Regions from separate parts of the Mus musculus genome. Here all the other regions are linked to region 4. The links are chromatin contacts, called in public HiChIP or PLAC-seq and promoter capture Hi-C maps. All regions are on one chromosome and are shown on one strand. Each heading gives the region's core, a stretch centred on a gene start, on an enhancer-like site or on the middle of the called end of the contact. The rest is flanking DNA. Distances are from core to core; before and after follow the strand shown.

Region 1 (3,055 bases), core at 41-2,540, 260 kb after region 4:
CCTTCCCAATACCCAGAAGCTCAGCACTGCCAAATCCTTAGGGGCCAGGAGATTAGGGACCCCCACAGCTCGGTCTAGGTGCGGGCTTTGGGAGATTAGACAAAACCTCCCCCCCCCCCCAGGCCTCTCACGCAAGGAGGTGGGCTAAAAGGCTAGGTTATGAAGGGGCTGGTTAGGGTGGCCAACAAGACACGCGGGGAGACTGCAGGGCTGTGGAGTTTCTGAGAGGTTCTCAGAGCCCGCCAACCAACAGCCAACAGCAAACAACTCCCCTTCGCCCTCCTCTTCCCCCCTCCCACCTCCAGCAGCGAGGCCAGGAACCACAGGCCACCACAGGGGCCCCAGTGCTTTGACTACCGGCTGCAAGAGCTGAGGGCTGTTGGATGCCTCCACGCCTGAGTGTGTGCGTGTGCAAGCCTGTGTGTGGTGGGGACAGAGGAGGACACTATGTTCTAGACGTGGGCACAGGCCAGGTGCCAAGCTAGAAATTGTGAGTGGCTGTTTGGGGCAGTCCTACCTGGAAGAGCTGTCTTACCCCCCCCCCCCCCCACACACACACCCCATTTTCTGAGCACTAGCATATGGCCTTGAGTCCTTCAAGTCTTGTCTTTTTGTCTTTCCTGGATTATTTCAAACTGCCGTCGCGCTCCCCCCCCCCCCCCATCATTCTCCCGGGCCCGTGAAACCAGCAAAAACTTCCCCCACCCGGAGGCGTGGGGCGTCTACACTCGCCAGCCCCGTGCGCTGACAGCTGTTCTGGACTTGGCAGAAGCAAGGCTTCCGGGAGAGCGCACCAGGAAGCTGCGCAGCAGCGAGTGGCGGCCCCCGCGTCCTGCCCAGCAAAGTTTGGCCTCCGGGGGCTCCCAGACGGGTCGGCCGCGCAGGTCACGGCCACCTCCTCCCCAGAGCTAAGCGTTCGCGCGCACGGTCCCCCGCAAGCCTCCCCAGAGCGCGCGCGGCGTGACTCACCCGAACCACGAAGCCAGGCAGTGAGGACTATGCCCAGGAGCGCTGGCCACAGGCCGGGCCGGACGGCCATGGCCGCGGGCGGACGAGCGGGCTGGACTAGGGGCCCCGCGGGCGGGAGAGAGGCTGTCAGCGCCTCAGCCGAGAGCCCCACCTCGGGGCGCCCCCGGGGCCCATGCCAGAGGACAGCGCTGCCTCCGGGCGGCCGGCTGCGGGGCGCACGCGGCGCGTGGCTCCCCTGGGCACCCGGAGCGCAGCAATGCAGCCGGGGCGGAGCGCAGCGCCAGCCGCGCCGCGCACCGAGCCAGCCGCCGCGCGGAGCCCGCAGCCGGGGAGCGGGCCGGCGGGCGCCGCAAAATCCGGACTGGAGCGGCGGAGCGGGGCGGAGGCGGGGCGGGGCGGGGGAGGAGGGGCCGGGCGGCGCTGCGAGCGCGGGCCACCCCCTGCACCGGGGATCCCTTCGGGCAACGCCTGAGGCTCCCCCAGGGAGGAGCTGGGGTAGTGGGCGGGGAGGCCTCCCACCACCCCTCTCAGTCTCCAGGGACAGAGACAGGACTCTGGATCCCGGAGTGGATTGCTTTTCCGGATCTGGCATCACCCTGGTCCGCCAGTCGGCGCACAGGTGGCCCGGGAGGGGCCCCGGGCTGCGGCGACCCCGGCGCAGCGCCAGCCTGCGGAGAGCAGCTCGACTCTGGAGTGCCCCAGGCAGGTTCCGCTGCAGTCCCTGCTTGCACCCCTGCCTCCGGGCTGCGCTCCGAGATCGTCAGCGCGCCGTGGTAGGCAGCTGGCGGGCGGCTTGGATGGGGGACTGCAGGAGAGGTCCCGGGGCCCAGCCGGCGCGCAGGAGCCGCCAGGCCCCCACCGTCTCACCATCCGCCTCCCCAAGACAGCCTGGTGGGCTTCAGGGGCAAGCGTAGCAGCGTGGCCCCAGGCTTTCTTAATCCCTCCACGCCGCTGGCCCAAAGGAAACAACCTTAGGGCGCAGCGCAGCCTGTAAGGAGCGTCGTGTTGTTTGCGCCCCGAGCGCGCGCGGCGCTGGAGACGTGGGCGTGATGCAGGAACCAGAAGGGTTTTGGGAGCTACAAACTCCTGGGGTAGAATAGAAGTGTCACATTCTTCTGGCTCTGTGACCTTGGGCAAGTCACGGGGCGTCTCTGGATCCCAGCAGAATGACCGCTGGAGGATCTCCTATTCCCCACCCCCATTCCCTAAGCTGGTTAAAATAAACAGAAGGCTGCCCTAGAGAAGGAAAATAAACGCTCTCGGTGTGCACAGGGCGAGGGATCTGAAAGAGAGGGTCCCACTTCTGGCCAGGAGGAGAATGAGAAGGGTGAAGACGGTCACACACTCAAACGCCTCCAGCGCCGATCGATAATATAAATTGGTGCTGCAGGCCAGATGATATAAGAATGGTCTTGGCTTCCACAAAGAGATATGAGCTCTCCTATATTTCTTGAGACACGAGGCCCTCTCTCGGTCTGTCTTTTGTTTCCCACTTTTTATAGAGAAGGTTATGAAAAATGTTTTGCTTTATTCTGCTCTCTTGTATATGTGTATATCTGCATATGTATATGTGTGTGTGTGTGTGTGTGTGTTTCTATTCACAACCAAAGCTCCAGATGTGAATGTACAGATTTTGGGCCTCAGGGCCAGACAGGCAGGGAGACAGGGCACAGGGTCATATCGAAATGGCTCTCTTGTTCTAGGTGCCTGTTGGGAGGGGAGGAGCCAATTGGTTTTGTTTACCAATTTTCAATAGAAGCTGTTGTCTGGGAAAATAATTTTTTTAAAGATGTGTGTGTGTGTGCACGTGTGTGTGCGTGTGCATGTGAGTGCGTTGCATAGTGCCTGTGTGGAAGTCAGAAAACAGCTTGTCATTTCTCTCCTTATGTGAGATTCGGGGATGAAAGCCAGGTTGTAAGGCTTGATAGCAAACCCCATTATTCACTGAGGCATCTTGGTGGCCCTAAAATTGATTTTTAATACATGTGTGTATTTATAACCTCTTTTACCCAGATGATCATACTCCCCAACTTCAGCTTTTTAGACAAACACATTAGAGAGTAGAGCTGATCTACAGGCTGCTCCA
Region 2 (2,966 bases), core at 377-2,876, 300 kb before region 4:
TTATTGAAAGCCAAAGGAGAGTAAGGGCTCTTAAGGTGTGAGTTTCATGACCAAATGGCCAAAGACTGGAGGCCGATGAAGTGTTATAGAGGGAAGGAAGCCTTGAAGCTAGAAAGATTGGGATTTTAGATGAGGAAGCTGCTGGGCTTGGTATGATCTCAGCCCTCCGGAGGGAAGAGCTGGAAGATCTGGGAACCCATGCAAGTTCAAGCCAGTCTACCCAAGGAGACCTTATTTTATGCGTATGGGCGTTTTCCCTGCATGCATATGTGCGCTATGTGTGCACCAGATGCCTAGAGAGGTCAGAAGAAGGCGCTGTATCTGGGGGGGTGGGGGTGGGAAGAAGAAGATAGAAATGAAGGAATGGAAAAAGAAAAAACCCCTGATCAACCTGGTGTAGACCAGCATTCCTGTCAGAACAGGATGAAACCTGAAGGCTGCAGCTGACTTAATTGAGGTCATAGAAGACCTGGAGAAAGAGTCAATAGTATAGGGGACGAGGGACAAAGAGGGAAACGTGATGGAGACAGAAGCATAGCAGATAGCTAAAGAGGGTGGTTTTGTTTTTTTGGTTTTTTTTTTTCTTCAGTTTTTCGAGACACGGTTTCTCTGTGTAGCCTTGGCTGTCCTGGAACTCACTACATAGATCAGTCAGTCTGGCCTTGAACTCAGAGACCCACCTGAAGAGGATTTCTTCAAGGATGACAACTCCCATAAGAATTTATGTACTTGGGACAATGATGGGGAAGAGGGGGTGTGATGATGGGGGGGCTGGGCAAGGGGAGGCTGTGCACCTCTCTACTGACTCAAACATTCAGGAGAGCTCAGCTTTTCCTTCTGCCCACCCTTGGCTAAGACCGAGGCTAAAGCAGGGGCTCTGAGAACACTCCGTGGCAGCCCCTTCCATCCCAACCGCATTGGAAGAACTGTGTACTCTGGACTGGGGTTAAATGGGAAACAATCCATTCCAATAGTGGTTCTGGGGGCTCTGGGTGGAAGTCCCATGGCTGTGGACTCTACTTACACCGTCAGACAACAAGTGGCGCTAAGCCCGCCCCCGTTGGCTCTTACTATGTATGTATTTACTTGTTTGTTATATCCTGCAAGCCTTTGGTTGGGTTTGGTGTTGAGGACTGAAACAAGGGCCTCCAGAGAGCTTAGCTACTGAGCTCCACCACTAAGCTACATCCCGAACACCAGGAAGCCTAACTTGAAACTACCCTATCTCGCTTCTCCAGTTCCTAGAGAATCTGAAATCTGATGATGCTGACAATATTGACCTCTAACAGTATCCCTAACAGAAAAGTGTTACCATGCCATTTTCCTCTACAAGAGAATACGGTGAGAGATCAATCAACTCTGGGGTTTCAAACGGATGCTTTCCTCCACTCCGCCAGTGGGAGGCGCAAGGGGCTTGGGCGAGAGCCTGAAGCGGGGCACAGGCTGGGCAGCGACCCGACTGGCGAGGGTAAGTGCCCGATCTCACCTTCCCTCTCCTGGAGACTCAGGGTTTTTTGACTGGGTGGGGCCTCCCACCGACCCCGGGATGTCCACTCGTTTGGCCTGGGGAGGGCGTGGCCTAGGGCTCCGCCCCCTTCCGCGGGCTCAAAAGGCGCGGCGTCCGCGGAGGCGGGGTCAGAGCGCAGCGGCGGATCCCATCGCTGCTCCCGGAGGCTGCCAGGCAGCGGCCCAGGCGGGCACTCAGGTACCGGCGTCCGCGAGGGGGTTCCTGGCCTGCACCCTACGGGGTCCTATGGCCCGCTGAGGCGCTGGGGAGGGCGTGGGTGGTCGTGAAGAGTGCCAGATTCCCTCGGCTGGCTTCGGCCGCAGCCTCCGCCCCCGCCTTCCTGCGGCGAAGTGGGGCTGATTGGCGCCTGCGCCACTGTGTGCGGTGGGGACGCGGCCAAGCGCGGGGCTGGGGCGGGAGACGAAGGGAAACAGAGTCATGTTGGCAAGGGAGCATCGTGCGTGGGTGGCACCACTTTCTCTGGCTTCCAGAAAGGATCCCCTCTCTGGCCGTGCGTAAGGGACACGGCCCCCGTCGCTCTCTACAGGACCAGTACCCCGTTTTTCTTTTCCCCTTTCAGAGACCAGGGGTCCCGCCCTGACCACCAGCAGCCTCGACCTGTCCCAAAATGGCTAGGACCCGCTCCAGCGTCCTCCTTCTCCACCCCTCCCCCTCATATCCCGAGCCCCTAACGTGCTCCCTCCTCGGGCTCTCTACAGTGTCAGCTTACACGCCTTATATAGTCCGAGCAGGCTCCGGCGGCGGCCTGCCTGCCGGGACCCGGGGAAGGAGGGGGAGCTGGCCCCTGACTCACCCCGCCACCCTCCTGAGATTCCAGGTTAGCTTGGGCAAAGCAGTGCCAATTAGCCCCACAGCCAACCCCTGGAAGAGAAAAGCACCTGAGCTCGGAGAGGCCTCTCCAGGCCCTCCCGGTGGCAGGGGGCAGGGTGGGGAACCACCTTGTCTGTTGTCTGTGAGAGGTCGGCCTGCCAGGAGCCCAGCCAAGCCAGCTGAGATACCTGCCTCCCAGTGCCTGTGTGTGTTGAGCGTCCGCCCGTGCCTTCTTGGTGCCTGGCCAACGCTAGTGCCCAGATCTGGACCTGCCTGCCAATTTGCATTGCAGACACTTTCTCTTCTTCCTCACAGGAGCAGGCACGATGGATTCCTTCAAGGTGGTGCTGGAAGGGCCAGCCCCTTGGGGCTTCCGTCTGCAAGGGGGCAAGGACTTCAATGTGCCCCTCTCTATCTCTCGGGTGAGCCTAGGTGGGGGAACAAACTCCCCAAGGGTTCTTGGGTGCTCAGGTTTCCAGAGGATCATGGGAGGAAACAGCAGGAGCAAGCCAGGACCAATAAGGCAGGAGTATCCAGGTCCAAATGGACACTTAACTACCAGGACTCCCAACTAGGTGGAGAGTAGAGAGGCACTCCCAACTTCCCTACTTTGACATGGTATTTGATG
Region 3 (3,032 bases), core at 25-2,524, 440 kb after region 4:
ACCAGATCTCTAAGAGGACGTTTAGAGCATTGTCAGTGTTTCCTACAGTGACTGTCCCGGCCCACGTGTAAGTGTGCACACGCAAGAATAGAGATCCGCAGGGTGAGTTCCTGGAAGGGGCACTGCTGATCCAAAAGGAGCATGCATTTATAGTCCTAGGAAACACTGCCAAACTGGCCTTCTTAAAGCCTCTGCCAACTTACAGCCCTACCACAGCCATGAGCATCCCCCCCCCCCCCGTGCCCTACTGTCTGCTGTTGGCACACCTCATCTCTCAAACGCCCAGACCAGCACTTCTGCCACCACTGCCCTCATCTGTGTTATATATCGTTAGCTTAAAACGCTCTTCTGATCTTGTTCCCGAGGGAAAACCTTACCCACCCCACGAGCCCCAAACTAAGTGCCACTTCCTTTTTACTTCTTTCCCTGACTCCCTGAGCTCACAGGGTCCCTTTCATCTGGGATGCCACACCTGCTTGGGTATAATTCTTTTATAGAACTGACTGAGGTCCTGCCGTGCATCTGGAATGCCCTCCCATAACCATAAACCATATGCTCTTGTCTGGGTCTTGAGCAGGTTGCACTGCATCCTGACTGCCCGTCAGCATGGTGGTGCCTCCCAGCCTTTGCCCTTGAGGGTCTGGTTCTGTGGATCTCACCCCCACCTGTCTAGGCCTACCTTGTTGCTTCTCCCGGATCTGTCTATTCCAAGTCGTTTCTTGGAAGAGGCCTTTGCTGTCTACCTACTTTGCCTCAAGTCCATTTCTTACATCAGCATTTCTCTGTCTTCCTATCTACTCTCACAGGCTGAAGTAACCCTGTATGATTCAAGTGTGGATACATTGATTTTGTTTCCTGCCTCTTGTCTCTGCACAGCCATGAGCGCGTCTTCCTGAGATACGAACCCTGCTTTTCTTTAGCACTGTTTCCACCCAACCTGCACCACCCATCCAAGCGGTGCCTAGAAGGGCATTGACTCCCTCCATTGGTTCTACAGAAGAGGAACCTTGCGTTTCAAAAGGTGAGGTAGGTAGTTCAAGATCCCACAGCTACTAACAAACGCAGCTAGGATTGGAATCGCTCTGAACTTCCAAGCCAACCGCATAATTTCTACACCAGTCCTCTCTCGCCGCATTGCCACCTCCCACCATCCTCAAAGACTACTCTTCTCCAGCACTAGGGTCCCCGGCTGCACGTCAGAGGCCCTCCCCTGGAGGCTCGCCTGCTCTGGGGAGATGTCACCCTCCCCGCCCCCTGTCAGTCAGGCGGAGGGGGCGGCGCGGCCACCAGGGGGGAGTGCTGAGCTCAGAGCTGCCGCAGCGCCGGAGCAGGAGCCGGAGCGGAGCCGGAGCGCGCGAGTAGCATCCTTGGTGGCAGAGCACCCAAGGCCAGAGCACTGCTGCACTCCAGCTCAGGAAAGGTGACTCAAGAGCCTGACCACGGCAGGACACCACTGGCCCCGAGTCCATCCATACCCAGCGTAGCCCAGCCCCGCGCATCTGCTCGCAGTAGCAGCCGCTGCCGCCACCACAGCTCCATCCCCCAGCCCGGCCCCGAAACCCAGGTGAGGCTCCGGAAAGAGCACCGAACTGGGGATCCAGGGGGATCTGGGGTAAGATGAGGAGCGGGATGGAGACTGCCCTGGGAGAAACGTGGGCACAGAAAAGGAAAGCGCTAAGCGGGCGCGGGCAGGTGCACTGCAGGATGCGCGTCTGTCCTCTCTGATTGCTACAGTCTGGGTGGACGTGCGGACGTGCGTCCGTGCCCGTGTGCCGGAGTGTCCATGCGCTTCTAAACGCCCCGTGTTCTGTGTGTGTGCACGTGAGCATGTCCATGGTGTGTGTTTGTATGCAGACCGTGTGACTGTTGTGTGTACAGACAGGCCCCGGTGTTCGCGCCGAGCCTAGCTTCCGGTTCTGCGGGCCTGCAGGTTGCAGATCTCCGGATAACTGAGGTGCTGGCCCCTCCCCGCATCCCGGGGTTTCAAGGACGCTAGGACTCGCCGCAGCATAGCTCTGAGGCCTAGACCTGGGAAGTAGAGAGGGTAGGAGGGGGCTCCCGGCCCAGAAGCGCGCCAAGTCTGAGGAAGGGAGGGAGGGGGCACCAGGTCCCCTGGGAGGGCCCGAGTGAGGGTGCAGAGCCAGCGCCCCGGCACTTGTGTGTTCGCCCTCCCCAGGCCGCCAGGATGGACGTGTTCATGAAGGGCCTGTCCATGGCCAAGGAGGGCGTTGTGGCTGCAGCTGAGAAAACCAAGCAGGGGGTCACCGAGGCAGCAGAGAAGACCAAGGAAGGCGTCCTCTATGTCGGTGGGCAAGGGGCTGCAGGGCTGGGTATCTCCTGAGGGTACCAGAAAGGGTCCTCAGAGTGATTGAGGGGTCTGGGCATGAGAATATGAGTCAGCAGATGGGCGAGGTCAGTAGGGGTCACTGGGGACACAGCCAGTCCATGGAATTGGGAGGTGGGGATGGGATGGGAGCTGGTGGAGATGATGTTCAAATGAAAAACCAGGGACCAAGGTGTTGAGCTCTCCAGAGTTTCCTTTTTCTTACCCCGTCATCACTATTAATAGTGACCTGGTGGGGAACCTTTACCTGAGGCCAAGAGCAATGAAATGCTATAGCATCTAACATTCCTGGGCTAGTCTACAGATCAGCGACTCTGGGGCCCTCTGTTAACCACTCTGCCCAAGGTCACACAGCTGGTAAAGCCAGAAGCCCGGGTATAAATCCCGCTGGAAAGCCCCACTTTCCTGGTTATTGGCGGGCTCTCTCCAGCTACCAGCCCCCGCCCCCCCCCCCCACACACACACAGCCTGTGGTTTTACCTTGGCAGTCTCTCCAGTTCATCGTCCCAGCAGCTGCCAGCTGGTATCAGGACAAAGGTCGGGAGGTTAATATCTCTCACCCAAAGTGTGAAAGGGGAGTTTGTAAGGGTTATTTGCATAATGAGAGAAAAGGGCTGGAAATGGAAGTTCACCCCTTGTTTCAGGGCTCAGATCATAGGTTAGGGCTTGCTCTTGTGGAAAAGAGCTG
Region 4 (2,993 bases), core at 460-2,959:
CTGCTGCCGCCCCCTCCCCTCCCTTCCCCCTGGGCGCTAGCTCAGGGCCCCGGGCCTACGGGTCGGCCCAGCTGCCCGGGCGGGGCCTGAGGCGGACTCCCCTGGGGGGCCTCGCGCGCCTCCCCAGAGTGTCGGGGCCTGCGGGCGTCGTGGGTGGCATGACGATCCTTTCACCTACCTCGGGGCGCCGCGCCAGCCCCTGGTTGCACACGGCTAACTGCACCCCAGTCATCCTGAACCCCAACCCCGGAGCCACCATGGTGCCTGGCTGAGGCCTGGCCCGCCGGCCTTGCTCTCAGGCCCGCGTCAGCCCCGGCCTCCATCTTAGGTTCCAGCCCGGGCTCCCCATCCACTGGGCACCTGCCCTCAGCCCCGCTGGTTTCGACCCGAGGCCGAGGCTACCCCCGTCTCGCTGTAGGGCTCACCTGGGGGGTTTGGCATGGGGGTCTTCGAGGCCCCAGGCCCCGAGCAGACGTGGCCGCAGGGGAACCCCCTTGCCCAGCCGCACCCCAAACCCACACCACCACCACCACTACAGACCAAGCTGAACAGGAAACAAAATGGAGGCAGCAGCAGCTCGGGTCTGCCTCCCCGAGCCAAGCCTCTACAGCCCTGGGACTCCCTTTCGGCCGCAGGCTCGACGCCCGCGAGGCAGGGGATTGGCTCCTCCCGGGAGCCTGGGGCAGCCGCCCTGGAGCAGCGCGTGCGGGCGGGCCGGGGACTCGGCCCTGCGGTCCCCACGGCCCCTCACCCACCACCCCTTCCCTTCCCTCTCCCTCCCCAGGCCGGGCCGTGCGGGGTGAGCGGCTCCGGGGAGCAGGGTCGGGTGACCCGCCCCGGGGTACTGGCCGCAGGACCGTGGCCTCAACCCGGGCCTGAGGCCGAGAGACCCCGCAGCCCTGAGCCCACGCCCCACACCCCGGCCTCTGGGACACAGCCTAACGGCGCGCCCGCACCTCGGCCTGTCGCCGTGCAGCCCCCGCCCAGCGAGGCCGAGCCCCCGGTCCAGACCCCGCGGGGACGAAGCTCCTCGGTCACCCTCGGGCCCAGGGGTCTTCGCTGCCCCGGGCGGGGCGAGGGGAGCTCGGGGGGAGGGGTCCACTAATCCCTGCACCGCCTCCAGCGCCTAGTGTGGGTCTGGGTCTGGGCCTGGCACGGCGGCCCCGGGGCTGCGGGCGCTGGCGGCCTTGGAGAGGTGCGGGCGCGCGGGGCCGGGGGCCGGGAGGGGCAGCGCCTCGCACCGCGGACGCTGCAGTTCTCCACACCCAGGCAGATGGCCCTCTCGAGCGCGCTTCGCCCCTGAGGCCCAGGCATCGGGACCCCTGCGCGACTGCACAGGGACGGCCGACAGGCTGGACGGGCTGGCCAAGCATGAAAGGCGCAAACCCCCGGCCTAGGAAGGCTCTGCGTTAGGAGGACGGGGTCCTGCTGGCGCGCACTTAGCACCAGGACCCCGCCGCCCTGACCTCGTAGGGCTGTAGCGCGTCCATTCCTCAAAGACAGTGGAAGGTCAGGGACTGGACCAGGCCTGGTCCAGCCACTCCAGTCCCCTGAGGCACTTCTCCCTTCCCGGACCCTGCTGCTTCCTGGGTTTGCTTCACCGCAAGAAGCTCACCTCAGGCATGACTTGGTCCCTAGAGCGTTAAGCGCATCCTTGTTGTTGAGAGAAAGCCATATTGGACGGCCCCGAGAATTCCCGCCTCTTCCAGAAAGCCTTCGGTGATTTGGAGTTCATTTTAAAGCCGAGGGCGCCGCCCTCGATGGCCACGTGACCACCATTCCTCCAGAGGCTTAGTAAATGTGCATAGTTATTGCCCCAGTAGAGTGTTTACCGAGGGCCCTCTGGTAACTAGACCCCCACCTGGGAGAACAGGCACTTTTGGCGTTCCCCTGCCAAGTATCTGTACCGGTTGGGGATCTGCAATGGTTGGGCCAAACTCCATCCTTCCCTGCCCTTCACCTCGTGACTGTGTCCAGCAAGCAGCGGCTTAGGATGCTTCCAGCTGCTTGCTGTCCAAGACCCACAGTCCATTAAAGGAGGCTCAGAGCTAAGCCTTCAGCATACCATCAGTAATGCTGGAGCCCTGGCCCTGCCAAGAGGGCAAGTGGGTTTCCTGAGAGAAGGTGCCCGGCGGAAGCAAGAGTGAAGAGGCTACTGTGACCTCAGGTCCCTCGGGTTAGTTTAAAGGAGTTTCCAGATGCAAAGTTGACTGGCATCTTTCCCTGCGCTAAAACTAGCCGGAAAAAAACTGGGGCCCTCTCCCATGGAGACCCGGTCTTTTGTTCTACGAAGGAATAACTCCTGCTAACACCTTCGGGCAATTCAATAGGAAAGCTCTCACTGGATCCTTTTTCACAAGTAATCATTTGAGCCTGTCATTTCTAACTGGCAGTTACCCCAATGCTAATCACTCCACAGCCCTTCCCAGTGCCTAGCCATTTTGAGGTACTTGGAACTGCCACTGGAGGGCCTTGAAGAAGTTATCTTTCAGTCCCAAACCTCTGTTTCCTCATCTGTGGCCTCCAAGACACAGGCATCTGGGAGGATCCTGAAACAGGCTAACACTCTGTCCTTAACAATTACAGACATATTTGACAAATACTGAAATGTAACTCATTGCTTCCTTCAGCAACCGTTTCCTGCAGTCTAGGCAATGCACCAGGCTCTGGGGAAGCAAAATGGGAGCTAGTGTGCCAGGCAACCTGTGGCCTCAGGGAAAAAAGGGTACCGAGAGAGACTAGCTGATGTAAGCACATTACTGCTCTGCAGGACCCTCTCCTTAACCTCCTACCTCCCCCTCACCCCCATTCAGGATGACCTAGTTACTGACAGAAACAAGACTGAGACCCCAGGGAAATATCAGACTTCCCTAGGTAACCCCTGGGGGTCCTCCCTTCCTCCTACTATAAAACTGTCTACCACAGTGACACAACCAGAGTGCTTATGGAGCTGAGCTTCTATATTCAGAAGGATACTGAATCCTCAAGTGAGA
Region 5 (3,120 bases), core at 601-3,100, 390 kb before region 4:
GGGATGGTCTCCTTTACCTAAAGCTAGTTAGGGGTGCTTCAAACCCAAGTAAGCTCGCACTAGAGCTACCACCCAGTTACTACACTATTTTATATATGTCCCATGAATCTTTGCCACTGTGTCAAAAGCACTGAATGGACATCAATCTATTTTTCTGAGAACACAATAACAGAAAATGATCAGAAGATGGCAATTCTCCTCTATAAACTATCTTCACCATTCTTCAATGAGCCCTTACAAGTAGATATTATGATATTCATTTCAGAGATGGAAAACCGAGGTCAGAAAAATTAAGTGGTCTATTTCTGGCCACCATGGACCATGCTTCTACTATATTACTGTCACCTTTTAACACCAAATCTGAAAAAAAAAAAGAAAAGAAAAAGAAAAAGAAACAAACACCCCAAAAGTGTGTCCACTAAATTCTAGAGCCTTACAATATCTAACAAATGTGTCATTCATTAAGTGAATATACACTAACGTGTTGGGGGAAAGAAAATGGGGGCCCCCAACCATAAATTACATTGTTCCTCCATACCTGTGACTTTGTTATTGTTATGGATCATAATATAAATATCTGATGTATGCAACCCATGGGGGGGCGCGACCCACAGGTTGAGAACCACTGGACTAGCCCAAGGTCCAAACAAAAAGATGCTTCAAGCCTAAAAGTGTAATGCCCCATAAATCTAGGCAGGAAAATCACCTCCGCCATTCTGTTTCAGTGAGAAATATCTTAAACTCGGGTATGAGCCAGACTCACACCTAACACTTAAAGCAGACCCCCACACAAGTACAGCAGCACAGGAAATGAACTACTGGGTGTGTCTAGTATAAGACAGGCAATGGCTAACCAACCAGGAAGAGAACACAGGAAGCTCTGTCTGGTGTGATCTTCCCGGCCAACCGCAAAGTATGAGAGGGCATGAAGGCGAAGGATAGGATTTGAAGTCACATGGATATGACGGGGCAGACAGAAAATAAATAAATAAATAAATAAAGACCTTCAGCGCCACAACACAGAGAGATCCGCTGTAAGAAACGAACAGAATCATCTGCTACATGAAAACAGACAGACAAACACACAAAGGCACAGGAGAAAGAGTGGTTCTCAGCCTTCCTACTGCTGCAGCCCTTTTATACAACTCCTCACGGTTGTGGTGGTCCCCAACCATAAATGTCGTCGTTATTCCACATTTGTGGTTTTGTTATTGTTATGAATCGTAACATAAATGTCTGATATATGCAACCCAAGGGGGCCGCGACCCACAGGTTGAGAGCCACTGGACTAGTTCGCGGTCCAAACAAAAAGATCAATGGAGAGAGCAAGGCAGAGACCCAGACACAGGGACGCGCAGAATAGAAGCTAGTAGGAAAAGAGAGCCGTGCAGACAATACCAATGACGTTCCCCCCACCCCCAGAGAACCACAAACACTCAGGGTGACCCCCAGAAACCCAGATGCGACAGCGTAGGGCTGCTAAGATTTGCAGGAGGTCGAGAAAAGGAATGGCACCCAGGGGGACGCGGCTCCTGCCCGTTGCGGCCGCTCACCTGCCATCCTCCCAGGGCAGCTGCGCCGCTTTCCTCCGGGAGGGCAACATCGTGGCGGGACACAGCAGGACATGGGGCTCTGGCTCAAAGCCCCGCTGCCCGGCCTGCCCAGCCTACGCGGCGTCTCCGCCCCCGCCCCGCCCCCCGGTCCGCCGAGTCCGTCCCTCCGGTTGGGCCGGCTGCACCTCAGAGCCACAGCTTATAAGGTTCTGCTGTCTGGAGAACCGATGGCGGGACCTAGCTAGGTTCTCACTACATACAAGGGCCCACTGGATGTCACAAGAAAGGGAGTTCCCTCCCATCACCCAAGTCAAAGGCGACCAAACAAGCTAGAGACTAGCTGGAACTAGACGTGTACTGCATAACAGAACGTCTGGGATAAGGTACATCTTCCTCCTTTTTCCCCCAAGTGAAGGCTGGTATCATCGCAGCATTCCTACGGTCAGCCCAGCAGAGAAAGCACGTACTCTTGGAGCATAAGATCCAGTTCAGAATTCGGAGCTGATCTCGGAAGACTGATTGTGCTTCAAACACTGCTCTGATAATTTAACAACGCTGAGGCGAGTCGATTTCTCTGTGACGGTTTCATCACTTGGGTTATATAAATTGTTCGTATTCTGTGTGGTCATTGTAGGAAACGAAAACCCATTTGGTGCAGTGCTTGGCACAGTCACACTATATAAATGCTGTCGTCCGATTTGAGAACCTAAGGAATGAATAGGAGACTGAGCCGCCTCTTTGCCTGTGTGAATTTATCTACTCTCTTCCCCTCTTCCCCACCTGGGAAAAGAGAGGCAGTTACTAGACTTCATGTCTGTTCTTTCAGGCAAAATTTAATATTCTAATAAGTACCTAACATTTATTAAGTTTTACTTTGTGCTACTCATTTTTTTTTAAGATTTAGTTATTATATGTAAGTACACTGTAGCTGACTTCAGACAGTCCAGGAGAGGGCATCAGATCTCATTACGGATGGTTGTCAGCCCGTGAGCCACCATGTGGTTGCTGAGATTTGAACTCAGGACCTCTGGAAGAGCATCGAGCCATCTCTCCAGCTCCTGTTCTAAGTTCTTTATGGCTGTGCTTTTATTCAGTCTTTATGAATAGGTATTATTTCCATTGTGAAGATGAAAGGACCAAGGCACAGGCAGGTCATTGGTTTGTGTGCACAATCTTTCCAGCCACAATCCATGATCTCCAATTTCAAGTGCATTGTTTCAAGGTAGATCTTCACTATTGGTTAAGTTAATTGTTCTTAACTTTCTTTCCCCTCTTAAACCCTAACAAACACAACTCAATGATTTGCTCTGTGGCTCACCTAGGGCTCTGCATCCCACACCAGAAACTTACCAAGTCAACCATAGATGGGGCAGACCTTTTTTTTTTTTTTAATTTTCTTTTAAGATTTATTTTATATATGTGAGTACACTGTCACTCTCTTCAGACACATCAGAAGGCATCGGATGCCCATTACAGACGGTTGTGAGACACCATGTGGTTGCTGGGAATTGAACTCAGGACCTCTGGAAGATCAGTCAGTGCTCTTAACCACTGAGTCATCTCTCCA
Region 6 (3,147 bases), core at 444-2,943, 420 kb after region 4:
TCAGGAACCCAAGGTCCCAGATTCCTTCCCATCTCCAGATGCTCTGTCACCTTTTCATACACCTACAGCCAACGAGAACTGATCCAACTCTGCTTTAAAACCCTGCCTGCCCCCATGCCACCCAAGCATAGGACCTTAATGTTCTGTCCATCTTTACTCCCCTGCCCAGGCGCCCCACCCTTGCCCAGGAACAAAGCTGGGACTTTCATCCCCCTACCCCCAGAGTTACTTAGCCTCTCTTCCTTCCCTCCACCCACTGATAATCATGTTTCTCGAGACAAATAATTTAAGCTCTTACCGTCTATTCATTCAGTCCCCTATCTGTAAACTACAGATAATAATAAGGCAGTCGGGAGAATGTGCCTCATCAGAATTCATGTGTTACTAAGCTGGGTGTGATGGCTCACACCTGTAATCCCAGCACCCAAGAAACTCAGACAGGAAAACTGCAGCAAATTGCAAGCCAGAATGGGCTAGAGTGAGACCCTGTCTCAACAACAAAAAACTCTCGTTTAATCTAACAACCCAGAAGGATAAACTCCAATACTGGCTCCTCCAAGGCTGGAAAGCTAAAGCCCAGAGAGCAAAGAGGCTCGCCCAAAAGCCTCTGGACAAGGCCTGCTACACTCAGGCCCTTTGACTTCCAGGCCAGCGCTCCCTGTAGCTGCCCACACCCTACAGAACAGAAGACTGCTGACATCCAAGGACACCCACCACAGGGCAAACCCGACGGCTCGTGGGTGGAGAACAGAGCCGCTGAATCCTGCTGAATGCAAGTGGGAAAGGCCTGGCATAAAGGACAGCAAGCACAGCCCGGCTTTGGCGATAGGATGGGGGAGGGAGAAGAGAAAGATGACTTGGCAGGACCAGGACACAGATGCCACACAGAAGGAAGCCTCTGTTTGTTTGGTCAGCTATGGAATGCTGAATTCTGTTCCCAAGGGACAGTTCCCTGTTCTCAACTGGAGCTCCTCTCCCTGCAGAGGCAGAGGCCTTGGCTTTCCTCTCTCCTAACCTCCTGGCTCACAAGCTTCTGAGCGTCTGTAGGGTAGACTCGGGGCTAGGACCCAGCCTCGCGAACCTCACCGCACCATGCTGGGAGCTGGAGTGGCCGGGAGGCGGGGCGGGGCTGGTCCGCAACTACCGCGCCCCTGCAGTCTTCCGGCAAACGCCGCCCCCTTTTTCGCCCAAACTTGGGGCTGCAAAGAGAGACTCCCAGCACCTCCTGCTGGGACTGGGTCCCGCCCCCCAGCTATCCCAGTAGCTCCCCAGAATAGTTGGGGACGGGGCATCGGGGTGGAGGGGGTGGGGGACAGTCCCTGGTCGCAAGCTCCTGAGACGGGATCTCCCTCACCAGCAACTGAGACTCCCTAACCCCTATCCTCAGCGCAGAGCGAGAAGCGGACTCGCGCTCACCCAGAAGACAATGTTGAAGCCAAACAGGAAGTATTTCCCGCAGCAGCCGACCTCAGGGTCCTGGAATTGCTGGTGCTTGCCGGGCATGGTGAGCGGCCACCTGCCGTCCCGGGAACCCGAGCCGGTGACCGGCCCAGCCCTCTGCGGGCCGCCCAGGCCTGGAGCAGCCCCGGGCCTAGCCCGGTGGCTGCGGCTTCATGGTCAAAGCCACACAGCTCACCGGCTGCCCCGCCCGCTGTGGCACCGCCCACGGCGCTCGGACAGCCACACCCGGAGTGCGGTGCCCTCATCCGACCCCGCCCTCCAACAGCGCTCCGGCCCCGCCCACAGTGTCAGTCCACACCCCGCCCCAGCAAGGCTCGGTCTTCTTGGAGCCCCGCCCACGACCCCGTCCCAGTCAAGTTCAGTCCTCACGGGCCCCGCCCATAACCACGACTCCGCCCCCAGCCGGGCTTAATCCTCTCAGGCTCCGCCCATGCCTAGCCGCTGTCCTCCCGCAGTCCCGCCTACGCCCCGCCCAAGGCTCTGCCCTAGCTAACTTCTGTTCTCGAGCTCCGCCTCTAAACCGGGTCCCGCCTCTGATGAGCCCCAAACCCCGCCTCCAACCGGCCTCAGTCCTCCTGGAGCTCCGCCCTACTCAGCCTCAGTTCTGAGCCACAGTCGGCCTTCTTGGAGCCACGCCCAAGACATCCGTCTTTTTTTTTTTTTTATGGTCCACAGGTCTCACTTCTCCCCAAGACCCTGCCTCTGGGCCAGGCTTTGGCTACACCCCAGTCACACTCAACCCCTTGCAACCCCCACCTCTGAAGAGTCCCCGTCTCCTCTCTAAGTCCGTCCTCCAGTTAGCTTCTCTCAAGTTCCCCAAGTCCTCCAGAGGCCCCAGATGAGCCAACTGGCAAAGCTGGTGAGCCAAGTGTGAATAATTACAGTGGATCTCCAGTCTAAGATTCAAGAACCAGAGGAGTCCACTCCCCAGGGATAAGTGGTTGGGAATAGTGGGACCAATGAACAGTGCCATGCATTCACACACAGTGTAGTTGAATACAAACAGGCTGGCGTGCCATGCCACGCCTGTTCTGTTTTGCCTATTCCTATGGTCGCCCTGTCCCATACCTACTTGACTGCCTTGATACCTGGGATTCACCAGAGTCCTTCTGATGCAAAACAGGACAGAGCAGATGCAGGTTTAGGTACGTCTGATCTTAAATATTTAGATTCCAAGTTTGTTCCAGAAGTGTTTATTTAGATACAGAAAGGGCCTTAAGCATCATCAGCATCAAGTGAATCCCTCCTAACAAGACCACGGTGAAGCCTAACTACCACTGTAATCTCTTCACTCATGAAGGTTTATCCATCCATCATTTCAGCAGGAGGAGACACACAGAATCCATAGGACTGTCTTCAGATGGGAAGGCTGTGCAGGGCATTCCCAGTTCCCAGTCCTACCTGTCTTTACACAAATTCCTCTCTAACCTAGTCCATACTTGAAGGGGGGGGGGAGGAGAGAGGGAGGGAGGGAGAGAGGGAGGGAGGGAGAGAGGGAGGGAGGGAGAGAGGGAGGGAGGGAGGGAGGGAGGCAGGGAGACAGGGAGGGAGGGAGGGAGAGAGGGAGGGAGAGAGGGAGGGAGAGAAGGAAGGAAAGAGGGAGGGAGGGAAAGAGGGAGGGAGGGAAAGAGGGAGGGAGGGAGAACCCAATCACAACTGGTCCAGGGAAGGAACAGGTGTTAGGAT

Evidence for each region. HiChIP or PLAC-seq counts read pairs in DNA pulled down with a chosen protein or histone mark. Capture Hi-C pulls out chosen DNA fragments and counts their contacts.
Region 1: a contact with region 4 is called in an H3K4me3 HiChIP or PLAC-seq map of embryonic stem cells, with 10 read pairs. The contact joins the promoter of Unc5a here to the promoter of Nsd1 in region 4. A contact is called at or near these places in 3 of 39 promoter capture datasets (hippocampal neurons, pre-B cells and stem cell-derived epiblast-like cells), 1 of 484 Hi-C or Micro-C datasets (embryonic stem cells) and 2 of 115 datasets of contacts at active chromatin or transcription factors (embryonic stem cells and large pre-B cells).
Region 2: a promoter capture Hi-C map of pancreatic islet shows a contact between it and region 4. The contact joins the promoter of Pdlim7 here to the promoter of Nsd1 in region 4. A contact is called at or near these places in 2 of 39 promoter capture datasets (liver and pre-B cells), 5 of 484 Hi-C or Micro-C datasets (embryonic stem cells, neutrophils and uterus), 1 of 115 datasets of contacts at active chromatin or transcription factors (pancreatic cancer cells) and 4 of 9 other capture datasets (adipose tissue, liver, macrophages and 1 more).
Region 3: a contact with region 4 is called in an H3K27ac HiChIP or PLAC-seq map of cardiomyocytes, with 4 times the contacts expected there. The contact joins the promoter of Sncb here to the promoter of Nsd1 in region 4. A contact is called at or near these places in 3 of 39 promoter capture datasets (the C10 cell line, hippocampal neurons and liver) and 14 of 115 datasets of contacts at active chromatin or transcription factors (SST interneurons, VIP interneurons, astrocytes and 11 more).
Region 5: a contact with region 4 is called in a promoter capture Hi-C map of liver, with 3 times the contacts expected there. The contact joins the promoter of B4galt7 here to the promoter of Nsd1 in region 4. A contact is called at or near these places in 8 of 39 promoter capture datasets (the C10 cell line, erythroid cells, hematopoietic stem and progenitor cells and 4 more), 2 of 484 Hi-C or Micro-C datasets (B cells and CD8 T cells), 3 of 115 datasets of contacts at active chromatin or transcription factors (astrocytes, bone marrow-derived macrophages and microglia) and 3 of 9 other capture datasets (adipose tissue, liver and macrophages).
Region 6: a contact with region 4 is called in an H3K4me3 HiChIP or PLAC-seq map of neural tube, with 5 times the contacts expected there. The contact joins the promoter of Tspan17 here to the promoter of Nsd1 in region 4. A contact is called at or near these places in 12 of 39 promoter capture datasets (the 3T3-L1 cell line, the C10 cell line, the HPC-7 cell line and 7 more), 2 of 15 datasets of contacts at CTCF or cohesin (large pre-B cells and pro-B cells), 6 of 484 Hi-C or Micro-C datasets (CD4 T cells, embryonic stem cells, muscle stem cells and 1 more), 17 of 115 datasets of contacts at active chromatin or transcription factors (acute myeloid leukemia, bone marrow-derived macrophages, differentiating embryonic stem cells and 13 more) and 4 of 9 other capture datasets (embryonic stem cells, liver, macrophages and 1 more).

Annotation. Positions count from the first base shown.
Region 1 is chr13:54,947,646-54,950,700 of GRCm38.p6, reverse strand. It overlaps Unc5a (unc-5 netrin receptor A), which reads right to left and starts at 1,290. Exons shown (of 16, transcript NM_153131.4): 1 at 970-1,290. The coding sequence starts at 1,039.
Region 2 is chr13:55,512,106-55,515,071 of GRCm38.p6, reverse strand. Pdlim7 (PDZ and LIM domain 7) reads left to right here and starts at 1,626. Exons shown (of 13, transcript NM_001114088.2): 1 at 1,626-1,705; 2 at 2,654-2,760. The coding sequence starts at 2,665.
Region 3 is chr13:54,764,837-54,767,868 of GRCm38.p6, reverse strand. Sncb (synuclein, beta) reads left to right here and starts at 1,274. Exons shown (of 6, transcript NM_033610.3): 1 at 1,274-1,564; 2 at 2,177-2,306. The coding sequence starts at 2,186.
Region 4 is chr13:55,208,498-55,211,490 of GRCm38.p6, reverse strand. Nsd1 (nuclear receptor-binding SET-domain protein 1) reads right to left here and starts at 1,709. Exons shown (of 23, transcript NM_008739.3): 1 at 1,616-1,709.
Region 5 is chr13:55,598,626-55,601,745 of GRCm38.p6, reverse strand. B4galt7 (xylosylprotein beta1,4-galactosyltransferase, polypeptide 7 (galactosyltransferase I)) reads right to left here and starts at 1,850. Exons shown (of 6, transcript NM_146045.2): 1 at 1,554-1,850. The coding sequence starts at 1,603.
Region 6 is chr13:54,787,951-54,791,097 of GRCm38.p6, reverse strand. It overlaps Tspan17 (tetraspanin 17), which reads right to left and starts at 1,693. Exons shown (of 8, transcript NM_028841.3): 1 at 1,417-1,693. The coding sequence starts at 1,503. Eif4e1b (eukaryotic translation initiation factor 4E family member 1B) reads right to left here. Exons shown (of 7, transcript NM_001033269.3): 7 at 2,639-3,147.